Linked DNA regions of Sus scrofa: regions 1 and 2 are each linked to region 3. A link is a contact called in public Hi-C and promoter capture Hi-C data. All regions are on one chromosome and are shown on one strand. Each heading gives the region's core, a stretch centred on a gene start, on an enhancer-like site or on the middle of the called end of the contact. The rest is flanking DNA. Distances are from core to core; before and after follow the strand shown. Region 1 holds the start of SLC11A1 (solute carrier family 11 member 1). Region 2 overlaps VIL1 (villin-1). Region 3 holds the start of TMBIM1 (protein lifeguard 3).

Region 1 (4,759 bases), core at 1,543-4,042, 69 kb before region 3:
GTTGGATTCTTAACCCACTGAGTCACAACAGGAACTCCTGTGTTCTATTAGTTTGAGCCCAGTCTTACTTTTTTTTTTTTTTTGCATTTTAGGGCCACACCAGAGGTACATGGAGATTTCCAGGCTAGAGGTCGAATCAGAGCTACAGCTGCCAGCCTGCACCACAGCCACAGCAATGCAGGATCTGAGCCATATCTACGATCTACACCACAGCTCATGGCAACGCTGGATTCCCCACCCACTGAGCGAGGCCAGGGATCAAACACGCATCCTTGTGGATACTAGTCAGATTTGTTTTCACTGCGCCACAACGGGAACCCCATCGTCTTATCTTTCATGGACTTGAGATGCTCTACCCGAGATGATGTATTTATTTTGATCCTAGAAGCTTTAAATGGCTCTTGGGTTTTTTTGTTTTTTGTTTTTGTCTTTTTGCCATTTCTTGGGCTGCTCCCGTGGCATATGGAGGTTCCCAGGCTAGGGGTCAAATTGGAGCTGTAGCCGCCAGCCTACACCAGAGCCACAGCGATGCGGGATCCGAGCCCCGTCTGAAAACTACACCACAGCTCATGGCAATGCCGGATCCTTAACCCACTGAGCAAGGCCAGGGATCAAACCCGCAACCTCATGGTTCCTAGTCGGATTCGTTCACCACTGCACCCTGACAGGAACTCCTGGCTCTTGGGGTTTTGAGCCTACGGATGCTTCCTGTCCATGTGCAGCAAGCTCACCTTAGGGTAGTAGAGATGGCAGATCTCACCCAAGTCCTTGCCTGTCACCACGCCCAGCCGGGCAGCAAGTCGCTGGCAGAGCAAACCCAACACCGTGGCCCACAGCAGCACCCAGAGCAGCTGTGAGAAGTCGGGGAGAGGCCGTCAGCCAGAGGGACCAGTCCCCAAGAAGCCCCGAGCTATTGGTACCCACTAAGTAAGGACACTCCCTGAGGAGAGAGTGGGGAAGATGGAGCGAGAAGACCCCCCCACACACACACACTCTGGTAGGGCTTCCCTGGGGACCCCTTTCTGGCCCATTTGAACAACACCTGCTCCCAGGAACACGAGCCATGTACGCCACCTTGGGGAAATGTGGCAAACTGGCGGTCTCCACCCATCTGGTCCCCCCCCCCGCCGCCCACGGTGCCCCGACTTGATCACTTTGAATCCAGCCACAGCGCCAGCCTGAAGATCCGACTGGATGTTTCCCGGGTCCAGGTAAGCAATGCTCATGAGGAAGCCGGGCCCGGTGAAGGCCCACAGCTTGCGGAGGCTGAATGTGCCCTGTGGTCGGGGTGGGGAGGACGGAGTGTGAGAGGTCCTGGGCAAAAGGGTGGGGGCAGTTGGCCTGGACCAGCTCCCCCAGCTGAGTCCCCCCACCACGCCCCACCCCCACCCCACCCTGGGCTCACTGGCCCAGGTTGGCCAGTCCTGTCCTCCATTCCCCATTCCTGGAGCTGCCAGGCCTGCGGGTGAGTGGAGCATGCAGGTGGGAAAACCTCAGGGTTTGCTGAGTCACGGCAGATCAGCTTTCTGGATGCTTCAGTGTCTGTGGCCTACATCTGACCCCACGCCAGCCCTGACTCAGGAGATCCTCAGAGCCCGAAGGGGAGCTTCCCTGGGTCAGGCTTTTGTGGCCCAGCTCCTCCTTCCCCAGCCCCTTCTCAGACCACAGGTTCTTCTCTCTGAAGTCCCCTGAGCTTAGGGTCTTCCCACCCCCATTCCAGGGCTAGGTCTGGCAGCCTGGGCATCTGCTAAAGATTCTGGCAATGCAAGGGAACACTGCCCTAGAAGCCAGCCCGCAAGTTCCACATCTCCTGATGCCTTAGTCTGCCTCCTTTCCTTCAAAGTTACAACAAATCCTCAAGGCTCCAATCTCAATGCACCCCAGGTCCCTTTCCCTTCCCAGGAAAGTTCAGATTTGTTCAAAAAGCTGCCTGGTGATTTTTAGACAAATTGTCAGCACCCCAGCCAAACACTGGGGACAGAAACAGGAAGACGGCAGTTACCACTCTCCATCTGGAAGGGACTTGCCCTGGTCTTCGGGGGACCTCCCTCCCTTGGCCAGAGAGATCCCATGGGATCCTATCCATCCTAAAAGACCCCAGGAAGTTTCCAGCATTCTCACCGGTTCTGCATTCGGGATGGGGATCTTCTCACTCAGGTAGGTCCCTCCGGGAGGTACTTGTGGTGGCCCTGGACTCGGTGAGCTGGAGATGGAGCCATATTGGGTTCTGCTCTGCTTTGGGGGGCCTGTGTCACCTGCCAGGGGCCCCAAGAGCCTTGGTGAGTGACCTGCCTGTTTCTGGTGGCAGGGCGAAAGCAAATGAAGCCCCAGCTGAATAGGAGCCCTTGATTTCTTTCTTCAGTCCATCACATCCATCCCTCGACCAGACCTTCCAGAAGATGTGTGAGAAGCAGAGCCTTCTGGATTCCTCTCCTTCCATGTGAATGCAGAGGTCCCCAGATCCTGATGGCCTCTTGCCACAGAGGATGTGGAGAGGGCATGGGCTCTGAGCAGGGAAGACTGACGCCAACGTGTGTGTCCTTTGGTCTCATCCCTGCCTCCAGCTTCCAGGGAAACCCCAGAGGTTCCAAACCCACAGAGATGAGGCAGGGGGAGGCTCTGCCCTTGGCAACGTGAAGCGCCTGACCCCAGGCTCCTGTCCAGAATTGTGGTCAAGACCAGGACTCCCACAGGGGACCTGGGGCTTCCCTTGCCCCTCCTGATGCTCTCCTCCTGCTCCAATCCAGGCTCTGTCCCTGGACAGAGGGGGCTACTCACCTGTCATGAGGACCACAGACTCAGATGCTCTCTGTGTGAGTGGTGTGCTGGGTGGCTCTCTGGTCCACCCGTCCTCTCTGGGAACCGGTGAGTGTGTGGGTCTATAGCCTTTTACGCATCTTCAGCTCAACTTGGCTGTCCTCACACATGCCCGGGGCATTGTGAAACACTTTCCAAAGGCAGAAGTGGCCAGCTCTGACGGAAGGGTCTGGGTGGCCACAGAACAGGCTTTCATTCCCCTCCTGGCGTGAGCCTCGCACCACCCTCTGGCTCCCTTCCGGGAACCCCGAGTTTTCTGCCTCCCAAGTTAGCTCTGATTTCAGACGCTTCCTGCCACTTGAGCATTCACGTCTAGATCACACGACTAACCCTCCAGCGCCACACAAACAGGCCCTTTTCCTTTTTGACCTTGGGTCCTATGGCAGCAGGTTGGCCTAATGGGTGGGAGGGAGTCCCCATGACCACCTAGGAGTGCCACAAAGGAAAAGACCTTCCAAGCCCGGCCACGGGGACATGCATTGAAGTTCCAGGCTAAGGAGGTCCTCTGAAGAAGAGGGTCCTGGAATTCTGGTCTTGCTTCTACCATGGATCCATTTGACGTTGTCACCAGATCCTGTCCTGCCTCTGAGCTTATTTCTTCTGTTAAATGAAGGGCTCAGACTAGTTAAGAGGTCACAAGTTTAGGCGTCCAAGGAGGCCAGGCAGGGAAGATAAACCATGAGACAGGTTGGGAACAGGAAAAACAGTGCTAGCTCAGTGCGGAATGATAATGATGCTGAGCCTTGGTGGTGGAGGGCAATAGGGAGTGGTGGAGACTCTAGCGAAATAAAGGTCATACCTTCTAGAGAGGGCAGTGCTCACAGAATTGCAGCCAGCTGTCATGTGGGGAATGGGGGTCCACTGTCACCACATCTTCTGATTTGCCAAGGATGCTGGAAATCTTGGAATTCGATACAACACATGCTTTTTGAACACCAGGCTCAAGTGTTTCAACAATATTGTATAATCTATGGAGTTCCCATGGTGGCTCAGTGGTTAACAAACCTGACTAGTATCCATGAGGATGCGGGTTTGATCCCTGGCCTTGCTCAGTGGGTTAAGGATCCAGTGTTGCCGTGAGCTGTGGTGTAGGTCACAGACGTGGCTTGGATCTGGTGTTGCTGTGGTTATGGTGCAGGCCAGCAGCTATAGCTTCAATTCGACCCCTAGCCTGGGAACCTCCCTATGCCATGGGTGTGGCCCTAAAAAGACTAAATAAATAAATAAAAATATTGTATAATCTAAACAAACGTTCCTATGGGCTGGATTCCACTTGAGGAATCCATCTGTCTGTAACCTCTAGACCTTTCAGCTCCCAATTTCTTCTGCTCACCAGCTGCCAGCTCCTGTGCTCCCCACACCCCCCTCCTTCACAGCCATCTCTCTGCCATGCCCACTCTTGTCCTCTATCCTGTAGCCTTTCTTTTCTGCCACGAAGATTTACAGCTCACATTGTCACGGAGTTTCCAACTCCAAAGTCTGGGACCTTAGAACCCAGAGAAAACAGGGGCAGGTTCTCATGCCCAGACTAGATCTGAGCCAGGCTGTGCCCCCTGTTGAGTCAAAAACCTGAACCAAAGTTTTGAGGACCCAGGATGTTGGGTCGGGGGTGGGGTGCAGCTCATCTCCCATCTCCTCATTGATGGGGGCGGTTGGAGGGACTGGAGAGGCAGAAATGTGGGAAGAGGGGTGAACGTGGGTGAGTGAGCAGAGAGCAGCAGCAGCATTTGTCACTGTGCGAGTCTGTGGCTCAAGGTACTGTCACCATCCCTGACCTCTAGGGTTTCTGCACCTTTGCAATCACTACCTTGGGCTCATGTGGGGGTGGCTGAAGGTGGGGGGGGCACGGGGTGGGGGGAGTTGTGATGGTTTGATTTTTTTTTTTTTTGGTCTTTTTAGGGTCACATCCCCAGCATTTGGAAGTTCCCAGGCTAGGGCTGCA
Region 2 (4,961 bases), core at 141-2,640, 130 kb before region 3:
CACCGTGGTTGTACACACCTCTTGTCCTTAGATTTCCCTCCCTCTCTTGTCCTTCCATCCCCAACTTCTCTGGCCTGTTGTCAGTGTTGTTTATTTATGCTATGGAAAGGAGAACAGAAGTAAGCTTCCCACACTTTGCCTAATTGAGCCACTACCAGGTTTGCTGGCAGCTTTGGCCACATTATTTGTGAGGTGATTTTCTTTGTGTTCAGAGTGACTTTTGATTCTGATTCTTTATGTTGTTTTGTATGGAGCGGCACTTTATCTGTGTTTTAGCAGAACTGTTCCTCTGTACCCTTTACGGTTTTTCCTTGTTTTTGTTTCCTTTTTAAATTATGCATTGAGTTTTTTGTGTGTGTGAAATTAAAGCCTTTATTAACCTTGTGTTGGCGCAACTGTTATTTCTGAAAAGGACATATTCCTGCAGACAGTTAACCAGTTGAAGTTGTGGGAGTCACCCTCTGTCGGCCTTCTGACTTGGACGTCCAAGCAAGCAGCACTGTTACAGCGTCAGGGAAGTGGGATGGGAAATCAGGTATGGCCAAGTCAGCACCCCCCTCCAGTGGTTTTCATCCGAGAAGACTGAAGCTTTGCAGAGGTTCTGATAACAGTTTGTAAACCCAGCGTTGGCCTTAGCTGTGCTCTTCCTTTGCCTTATTACTAAGAGGACCAGAGAGCCGGTGAAATAGCGTTTGCATTTCATACTTTTGTTAGGCCTCAAGCCGAGGCCCACGGGGCACATTATCCTCACTGGGTACTGGTTCATGAGCGTTCCAAAACCTCCTAATAGGGCTACCGCCTGGGCCATTCAGCTCTTTCAAAGAAGGGGTCCCCTTTTACTTGTCACCTGAGAAAAGCATATGTGAAAAGGAAAAGCCATTACTCTGGGAAAGATAAAAACTGCAAAATGCTTCAGCCCACCTGCCATAATTAAAAGTGAGTCATGATAAAAGCTAAGGAGGGTTCTTCCTAACTAATGTTCTGTAGAGTGGGCTGCTCTTCTAAGGAGAGAAAACTCTTGAACAGGATGGTTAAGAAGTAATAAACAATGCAACCACCTTCTTGAGAGCTGAACTTGGGACCACAGGCTTCTGACAGAGGCATCATCTTTCTGGAGGAATAGGATACTAAACAAAAGTGGCATCTCCACAGGCTGCTGCTCACAGGTACTATGTAAATTTTCAACTGGTATGTAGCACGAACACCAATAATAACAATGAAGTCTGCAGGCAGGGTAGGGTACTATCTTAAGCACAACTACTCTTGCTTCTCAAAATAGTCCTTTTTCTTTCTTGAGATTCTGTTGTTTCCATCGAGGCAGAGCAGAAAAGGCAGCAGGAGTCATCCCCAAGGCCTTGGTGAAATCTTCAATGGACAGGTGCTCCTAGAAGAGGAAATGGATCAGAGGGCAGAGGTCACATTCTTGCCAGAGTTTGCTTTGATGAGTCATAGCTGTGGTACCAAGTCAAATGAAGGGCAAAAACAGGGGCAATGTTGTGAGAGCCAAGAAAGGGATTGGGGTGGGTGGGTGGGGAGCATGACATTTTGAGGTCCAAAAGATTTGATCCCTGAGTTAGTTGGAGCACTTTTTTTTTTTTGGATCAGGGTCAAGTTCACACTAGCCCTGAAATAAAAATTAAGACATTTGGGGTTGCTTCTCTTTTCAGGTCTTAATTTTCCTCTTCAGAAAAATGGAAGTTTTGGGGGTTTTTTTGTTTTGTTTTGTTTTGTTTTTTCTGGATTTTTTTTTTTGTCCATGCCTGTGGCATGTGGAAGTTCCTGGGCCAGGAGTTGAACCCATGCCACAGCACTGACCTGTACCACAGCAGTGACAATGCCGAATCCTTAACTCACTGTGCTATAAGAGAACTCCCAGGAAGAATTTCTTAGAGGCTAATTCTTGCTTCTTTGTAATCCTTTTACGGGGATGAAAATATATTACATGTGAAACAGCCTTGGAAACAAGGTATCTGTTCATCTGTCTTATCAAATAGTGAATTTACAGCTCTTTCTGTAAGCTTGGCCCAAAGAGTAAGCACATGAACCCTAGAAGGGAGTCTGCACAAGTCAGTGTATAAGACCAAGTTGTTACAGGAAACACAGCTCTTGGAGCAAGAGCCATCACCCTTGGGAGGGGCTCACCGCCCTGTGCCCTCCTTTGCTTTGGGTGAAGTTAGAAGGCCGACTGCAAGGGGAGTAGGACAGAGCCAGTGTTGTCTAACTTCACAGGCTGGTGTAGCACTAACAAAGACCCTGACAGATTTGAATAGTCCCACTTTCAGGTAATGAAGCTCAAGTTCAAGAAAGTCTGGATCATCTGATCCCAATTCATGCTCCACTAACCCACATCCCTGAGTGAGTCCAAGGATCCTGTAAAAGCCTCTTGTCACCTTTCCCTCCCAGACCTGCCAAGTATATACTACTGTGCACACAGGGGACTGCGTATTACCATTAGAGTTACCTTCATCCCTCTTGGCTTCTAGGTTAAAAGGCAACATGTTAAAACCTCATCAGCCTTTTTTATTTCACTGTGAATGTGTCAGCAGTTAATCTGGGGGTTCTCATTGTGGCTCAGCAGGTTAACCCAACTAGTATCCATGAGGACTCGGGTTCAATTCCTGGCCTCTCTCAGTGGGTTAAGGATCTGGCATTGCCGTGAGCTGTGGTGTAGGTTGAAGATGGAGCTCACATCCCGTGTGGCTGTGGCCTAGGCCCGAAGCTGCAGCTCCAATTCAATGCCTAGCCTGGGAACGTCCATATGCCACAGGTGCAGCCCTAAAAAATAAAAGAAACAGCAGTTATCTGTGGGAGCAGGTTTTGCTTAGAGACAGTGGCAGGTAGCAGCAAAAGTACAGCTGAGGTGCAGGGGAAGATTGCAAAAGAAGAAGCTAAGAAAGCAACAGAACAAATTCAGAGTCAAATTTTGCCTAGCTATCTTGAGTTGAAAAATTTTTGGATAAATGGCTTGTCGGAGTTCCCGTCATGGCGCAGTGGTTAACGAATACGACTAGGAACCATGAGGTTGCGGGTTCGGTCCCTGCCCTTGCTCAGTAGGTTAAAGGATCTGGCGTTGCCGTGAGCTGTGGTATAGGTTGCAGACGCAGCTCTGATCCCGCGTTGCTGTGGCTCTGGCGTAGGCTGGCGCTACAGCTCCGAATGGACCCCTAGCCTGGGGACCTCCATATGCCACGGGAGCGGCCCAATAAAGAGCAAAAAGACCAAAAAAAATAAATAAAAATTAAAAAAAATAAATGGCTTGTACTGGCTTCACTCATCCTCTGAATGATCCCGAAGATTAGACAGCGAAATTCTACCTTTTCATTCTTGGCTTAGAAATCGTAACTGAGAGTCACCTTTCTAGGCCTTGAGTCTCTTCAGCCACAAGACTGAAATGACCTCTGCTTCCAGCTTGAACATGATTTACACTAGGTAAACTGTTCAGAATAGGCCAAATATTCTCCAGGCATGCTCAGGTAAGAGCCTCAAATTAAAGTTGTTAGAACTTTCCCAGCCTCCATCTCTGCTCCTCCAGGCACCAGAGGGGACAGGTTCAGGGTGAAAGCAGCAGGTTTCTTTTCAATCTTGGGCTGCTCTGCTGCAAAGCATTGCCCTGGAGATTTTTTTTTTTTTTTTTTTTTTTTTTTTTTTTTGACTCCTGCACCGCACTGCAGAGAGCCCTGAACAGAACAGCTTCTTGTTAAACACCTGTAGGTGGATTTCAAGCTCAGATGAATCTGAAGCCCCAGCTCGCTAACCTGTCATTTAGAGGTTATGCCCTCCTGCCTCTGGGCATTCTTTGCTCAACACTCCTAGGAGCCCTCCCCGCTCCATCAGGCAGGGCCATCGAGCACCTTGCTTTGGACACAGCTGTGGCTGCTGCGTCCTTGGTCTGCAGGTGCCTTCTCTGTCCCACCCAGGCTGGCTCTGCAGCTTGGTTGAGACTTCTGGACTCTGACCCCTGGGCTAGATAACAGAGACTGCCCATCCCAGTGGACTTGTATCTTTCCACTGGTCCTGTTCTCAAACCCTGCAGTCCTGCCAGCTGATTACTGGCCTCACCCATGCCCACATCCGCCTCTCTGTGGTTTACTCATGGGTACTCAAACACTCAGATTACCTCTTGCTACTGCCTGCAGCCAGACCCCCCACCCCCACCCCACTGTTGATTGTCACTAGCTACCCTTCTAAGCTTGGAGCAGCCAGAAAACTCAATCCTTCCATTCTCCCCACTTGGCATGGAACCCACAGCTCTTCTGCAGGAATGCATACTACTCCCATAATTAAAAAAAAAAAAAAAAAATCTGGAGCTCCCATTGTGGCTCAGCAGGTTAAGAACCCAAAATAATGTCTGTGAAGGTGCAGGTTTGATCCCTGGCCTCGCTCAGTGGGTTAAGGCATTGCCACAAGCTGTGGTGTAGGGCACAGATGCACCTCAGATTCCGAATTGCTGTGGCTGTAGTATAGGCCAGCAGCTTCAGCTTCGATTCAACCTCTAGCCCTGGAACTTCCATATGCCACAGATTCAGCCCTAAAAAGAAGAAGCGGGGGAGGGTATTTTGTTCGTTTGTTTTGGCCATGCCTGTGGCATGTGGAAATTCCCAGGCCAGTGATCGAACCCATACCACAGCAGTAACAACGTCAGATCCTTCCTACTAGGCTGCCAGAGAACTCTAAAAATGTGTTTTTAACAAGCCCTTTTTGCCAAACTCTTCCCCAAGTGGTCCGCACAGATAGCAGCTGCAGCCACCTGATGGACCCTCTGCCAGTGAGGCTCCTCCCCAGCACTCCTCTGAGTCGCCTGCCCACCAAACATGTTTCAACCTGGATGTCTCTTGGGTGCCTCAAACGATATGGCTGCCACTAAACTCATGATTGTTCCCCTCTAAGCTTGGTCTGACCCAGAGTTTTTTATATCAGAAAATGACAGTTTCCTCCTCTCATGCCCTTTATCCAGGCATTAC
Region 3 (5,135 bases), core at 301-2,800:
AGGGGGAAACTGACATTGAGCAGAATTGTACTTGCCCTGTGCCCTTGCTTGAGAGATCACGCTTTGGGAGGGGACTTCCTAAATCGAGGTCTTTGATCCCTAGGAATGGGGTGGCTGGGAGAGTGAGCCTGCTATAAGGTCCACTAATGTCAGAGCTTCCAGATAAGTGCACAGGCTCCTCCTTCTTGTCTTGGTCTGGAAAAGAACTGGACTGGCCCCTGGATATAATAATGTAAAGAAAAGTGCTTATTGGAGTTCCCATCGTGGTGCAGCGGAAAGGAATCTGACTAGGAACCATGAGGTTGTGGGTTTGATCCCTGGCTTCACTCAGTGGGTTAAGGATCCCGTGTTGCCATTAGCTGTGGTGTAGGTCACAGACAACAGCTCAGATCTGGCTTCAATTAGACCCCTAGACTGGGAACCTCCATATGCTGCAGGAGCAGCCCTAAAAAGGCAAAAGACAAAAAAAAAAAAAAAAAAAAAAGAAGAAAAAAGAAAAAGAGAAAGAAAGAAAGGAAAAGTGCTTACTGATGGGTTTGGAATCAGGAAATGCTCAGGTGGTCCTGGTTGTCTAGCTATGTTTTGTCAGGTCACCACCGACTGCCATTCAAAAAGAAAAAGTGTCAACAGGCTGTGAATGACATTTAGTGACAGTGTGATCTGTAGCTACCAGCCTGAGAAAAGCACCTTAAATAAAGCTGTTCATCTACTGGAAGCCTTGGCGTAATGGAAAAAAAACATGGACTTTGGAACTATGTAAACTCGGCAATGTTTCAAAACTTCCCAGAACTTACTTCCTTATCGGCAACATGGAACGACCAAGTACATCCTGCCATTAGTGGCTGGGAGGGTGGAGAAAGCTCCCAACCCAACGTTGTGCACTGAGAGAAGTTATCCACATCCCAGGATTTCTGACCCTAAATCACCTGCTTTCCTGGTTGAAGAAACTTCAGGCAGGCAATGCCATGGTTCCCAGGGCCAGAGAATCTAAGTTCCGTCCATCTCTACATTTGGACATTTGAAGTTTTTATACTTGAAAAGCACATTTGGCTTAAAAACATGAAATTGTCAACAATGTTCATCATGATTTATGTCTAATAATGAGAAAATGGGAAACAACTTAAATGTCCTTAAAAGTAGGAAACCGATTTTATAAATGGGCATAACTATGTGATAGAATACTTTGAGGCGTTAAAACTATGCTTCTGAAGAATACTTAGTGACAAGAAAAATGTTCATGATAAAATGTGAAATAAAAGATAAGCAACAAAGATTGTGCAATAGGACCCCACTCCAGAAAAACAAGTGATACACAGAGCTATATAAGCAAAGAAACACTAAAATGCAAGCGCTTGCCGCTGGCATTCAGGAGGAGTGGAACAAAATCAACTATACTTTAAGAAAATGCATTTTTGTGTTTTGAATTTCCAACAAGGATCATATGCTGCCTTAAAATGCGAAACCTCTAAAGTTCTTGCGGGGAGGAGCACGACCCGGGAGGACGCAGGCGGGACCCGGGGCGGACCCCAGCGCCCCCTGGCGGCACCCCGAGGCCACGCCCCAGGGGCCGGCGCGTCGGGGCGGGGCGCGGAGACCCAGCCCAGCCCAGGCCTGCGCGGGTGGTGCCGGACTCGCGACGCCGGGAGGTCGGGAACGCACAGTCGAGAGCGGTAGGCAAGCCAGGGGGCTCGGGACCGGCGGGAATGGGGCACCGCGGGCCGGCGGGGAGCGGGCCGGGGCTGAGGCGGCCCTGGGACGGGGCCCCAAACTTTCTCGGAGTGCGTGGAGGGCGGGAGTGGGGCTCTGTCGCCCTCACCTTTGGCGTTTCGATTTCCCTGTGCGTCCCGGGCGGGCGAGTGACGCCTGCTTAGCTTGGGGAGCCGAGCTGCGGGTTGTGCGCACAGGTGATCGTGGCCGGGGTCTGAGGGTGTCCTGTCCCCCGCTTCTTGGCGCGTGTCTATCGCAGGGCGTGGCCACCGCGCCAGCCCCAGGGTGGCCAGCTGTGCGCGGGATAAAGGCTCTCTGGGCCCTGGGCTGGTGAGAGGGGGAGGGGAGGCCGCCCAGGGCCCCTGCCCCGGCCTCTGCTTGGCTCTGCCCGCCCCCGGTGCCAGCTGTGGTGTCCACTGGTGACCGAGTATTTGAGTGCGTGGGGAACCGGGTGGAAGTGAAAGCCGTGAGCAGCCCACATCCTTGGCGTGAGGAAGACGCCACCTCTGTCAGGACGACTTTGCCTCAGCCGGCCCACTTCTAACCTCCGCCCCCAAGCTGGGTTCACAAAGTACTATCTTCCTCGTGGCCTCTTTGGGTTGGAGCAAAACAAACAGGAAAAGAGAGGGGAAAACGGTGGAGCCAGGGGACAGTGGCAGGAAAAGTAGAGGAGGGCTGCTGGGAAGCTGGGCCCCAATCTTGTGGGTTCTGCACCAGCTTCTGTTCTCTGGGGCACCATCCCCTCTCCGGCCAGGGTGGCCTCTGTGTGGTATCCAGGGATTGGAGTTCCTCCTGAGAAACCTGGACATGGGATGGGGAGGGATGGGTAGCCTGGGAACCAGGGTCAGAGCCAGATGTCATGGAAGGTCCCTGGGGTGTCCAGTTCTCGGGGCTCTGAAATATTCATCTCACTGGTGAGCTTTGGTTTCAGTGCTGGCGCCTTTGGCTTGGCCAGTGGTGGCAGGAGAGCCAGGCCCTTCCTTGAGGCTAATATGTCTGAGGCAAGGGGGCAGCCATACTTCCTCCTCACCTGCCTGCTCTCTTGGTCTCTCCAACCATGAGGACCCAGAGACCCGGTTTATAACTTAGAAAGAAGTAGTGGGACCACACAGGGTCAAGGGCCCTGACTTCCTGCCTTCTTGTGCTATGACCTCAGGGCCTCACCTGTAAAAACAGCACGTCAGAGAGGTAATGACAGGGGTGCACCTTAAGTCTGGAGAGAACCTCATATCCTGAGCTGGGTAATAGCCACCTTAGCTCAGCCTCTGCCCATGGAAGAGCGCTTCCATCCCCCAAACTTGTCATCTCTTCAGACCAAGCAGAAGCCCCAGGGAAGGGACACACGCTGTGTGTTTTCAGAGGGGGCTGCCCAGGAAGGGCCAGAGTGTGGAAGCTCATACAGCTCCCTGAGAGGAAGGCCTCTGCTAACCCTGATGCGGCCTTTCTGGAGTATTCTGTTGGGAACCCTATAGAGAGGATGGCCTTGACCACATCTTCCAACACGAAGATTCTGGGGTTCTAGGCCAAAACCTGGGTCTTATTTTGAAGTAGGAATGATACCCAGAAGTCCACAGTGCTGGGTACCTCAAGGGTACTCAGTGCATTGGTCAGGGAGGAAGAGAATGAGTCCTTATTCTTGTAGATAATGATTGGTATTCTTCCCTCTTACATAAAGGTGATGTCAGGGGATGGCAGCCTCCTGGTTCTATGCTGCTTGGAGATGTCCCCCAGCCCTTGGCAGTGAGTCCCACGTTGGAGGTTATCACAGCAGCTGTCTGGGGGTGGGATGGGGAGAACCCCTGAAGAGAGAGTGGCTGGGTGTGAGGGGCTGGGTATTAGGGCAGGGGTTTTACCCTATGAAGAGTTGGGTCGTGAATCATTGCAGGTCTACCTGTAAAACAAAGGTGGCCTGGTCAGCCACCCACAGGATGGTAGTTAGGTGTGTCCTGATGCAGATGTTTCAGGCTTAAGGAAGTTTGAGGGAATAAAGCTGAACAGGTTTGCTCCCAGCAGAACTTCTCAGAGCCTTCCCCTGCCATTGTGCCTTGTACATTTCCAAAAGGCGCTATGGATTGTATTTCAGACTTATCTGTTTCTGAGCTCATCCATTGCCATCTCCCGGGGCAGTGTTCTTTACCGCAGTCCAGGAAATGCCTGGCTGAATGATTCGAGCTTCCCACTCTGTTTCTAGTATCGAGTCTCCCTTCCTCTCCCTGAATGAGGCTGATTTGAGGGAAAAGGAGGCCATGGGAGGTCATTTGCCTGGATTCCCACAACTAGTTAGTGGCAGTATTAGAACCTGAACCCCAATCTCTTGACTTCCTCCCGCTTAGTCTTTCTTGTCTGCCGTGTGCCGCTGTTTCTCTGAAGGCTCGGGGGGATGAGTGAGACCCAGGGCAATAGGGGGGCAGTGTGGGACAATAGGGGGGCAGTGTAGAAGGAGAGGAAGTCATGACCAGTCCCACACCCAGATCCTGCCCTGTGCCTGTGCCTCTGTAGCCATCCATCCTCCAGACCAGTGTCACATCAGTGGTGACTTTGGCAGAGATTCTTTTTTTTGTTTTTTTGTTTTTGTCTTTTTGTCTTTTAGGGCCGCACCCGCGGCACATGGAGGTTCCCAGACTAGGGGTGGAATCGGAGCTATGGAGGTTCCCAGGCTAGGGGTCGAATCAGAGCTGTAGCCACCGGCCTACACTACAGCCACAGCAATGCCAGATCCAAGCCACGCCTGCGACCTACGCCACAGCTCACAAGCAACACCGGATCCTTAACCTACTGAGCAAGGCCAGGGATCGAACCTGCAACCTCATGGTTCCTAGTCGGATTCGTTTCCGCTGCACCACCATGGGAACTCCCCCTTGCAGAGATTCTTTAGGAAGCAAGTCATTCTGCCCTGAAGCCTTCTGCCCTGGTCTGTTAGGCTGTTCATTCAGAAGCAGAGACAGAGCTGGCATGGGCTTTGATCTTTTGATCTTTCTTCTAACCTAGGGCTCTGGCAAGGACTGACATGCTCAAGGAAAGAGGAATTGGTATCAACGAGAAAAGGTCTTTACTACCTTAGCCCGCCTCAGGTGTTGGCCTAGTCACACTGGCGACTGGTGGGTTCTGGGGCTCCTGTTCCAGGCAGGTGTGAAAGCAGAGGGCACTTTAAAGTCAGATGTCAGATTGGGGTTCAAGCCTGTCTCTGCCGTTCACCTGCTGTGGGACCTCGGATCGAGCTGTCTCTGAATTTTACTTTTCTCATCTGTAGAGTGGGCATAAGGGTATGCGTCTCATAGGGCCCTCGTGGGGAGCAGATGTCCTTGGTACCTGGTAGTAAGGACACAGTCCTGGCGAGTCTAAGCAGTTCTCTTCCTTCCCTGCCCAGCTCAGGGAAAGGTTTGTCTCGCTTCCCCACTGTGGACTGTTAATTATCTGTCTGCCTCTCC

The links. Promoter capture Hi-C pulls out the DNA fragments that hold promoters and counts their contacts. A called contact is a pair of places that touch in the nucleus more often than the background predicts.
Region 1: a contact with region 3 is called in a Hi-C map of epiblast stem cells, with 3 times the contacts expected there. The contact joins the promoter of SLC11A1 here to the promoter of TMBIM1 in region 3. A contact is called at or near these places in 3 of 5 promoter capture datasets (fetal liver, fetal skeletal muscle and skeletal muscle), 27 of 47 Hi-C or Micro-C datasets (alveolar macrophages, blood, embryonic fibroblasts and 13 more) and 2 of 2 datasets of contacts at active chromatin or transcription factors (alveolar macrophages and skeletal muscle).
Region 2: a promoter capture Hi-C map of liver shows a contact between it and region 3, with 2.6 times the contacts expected there. The contact joins the enhancer-like site here to the promoter of TMBIM1 in region 3. A contact is called at or near these places in 2 of 5 promoter capture datasets (fetal skeletal muscle and liver), 5 of 47 Hi-C or Micro-C datasets (alveolar macrophages, blood, embryonic fibroblasts and 2 more) and 1 of 2 datasets of contacts at active chromatin or transcription factors (alveolar macrophages).

What each region holds. Positions count from the first base shown.
Region 1 is chr15:120,432,133-120,436,891 of Sscrofa11.1, reverse strand. It overlaps SLC11A1 (solute carrier family 11 member 1), which reads right to left and starts at 2,792. Exons shown (of 15, transcript NM_213821.2): 1 at 2,779-2,792; 2 at 2,122-2,255; 3 at 1,155-1,277; 4 at 732-851. The coding sequence starts at 2,785.
Region 2 is chr15:120,487,975-120,492,935 of Sscrofa11.1, reverse strand. VIL1 (villin-1) reads right to left here. Exons shown (of 21, transcript XM_001925167.6): 21 at 1-1,384. The coding sequence ends at 1,271. USP37 (ubiquitin carboxyl-terminal hydrolase 37) reads left to right here. Exons shown (of 24, transcript XM_003133658.6): 24 at 1-384. Among named protein-coding and RNA genes, the nearest start is that of VIL1, 27 kb to the right of the region's middle. Within about 2 kb of position 1,390, at least 5 of the 83 cell types and tissues checked have an H3K27ac peak or open chromatin away from gene starts, as enhancers often do. A contact at or near this core is called in liver, where this site is marked.
Region 3 is chr15:120,361,470-120,366,604 of Sscrofa11.1, reverse strand. TMBIM1 (protein lifeguard 3) reads left to right here and starts at 1,550. Exons shown (of 12, transcript XM_021076202.1): 1 at 1,550-1,670. The region is part of intron 2 of PNKD (probable hydrolase PNKD); the gene reads right to left.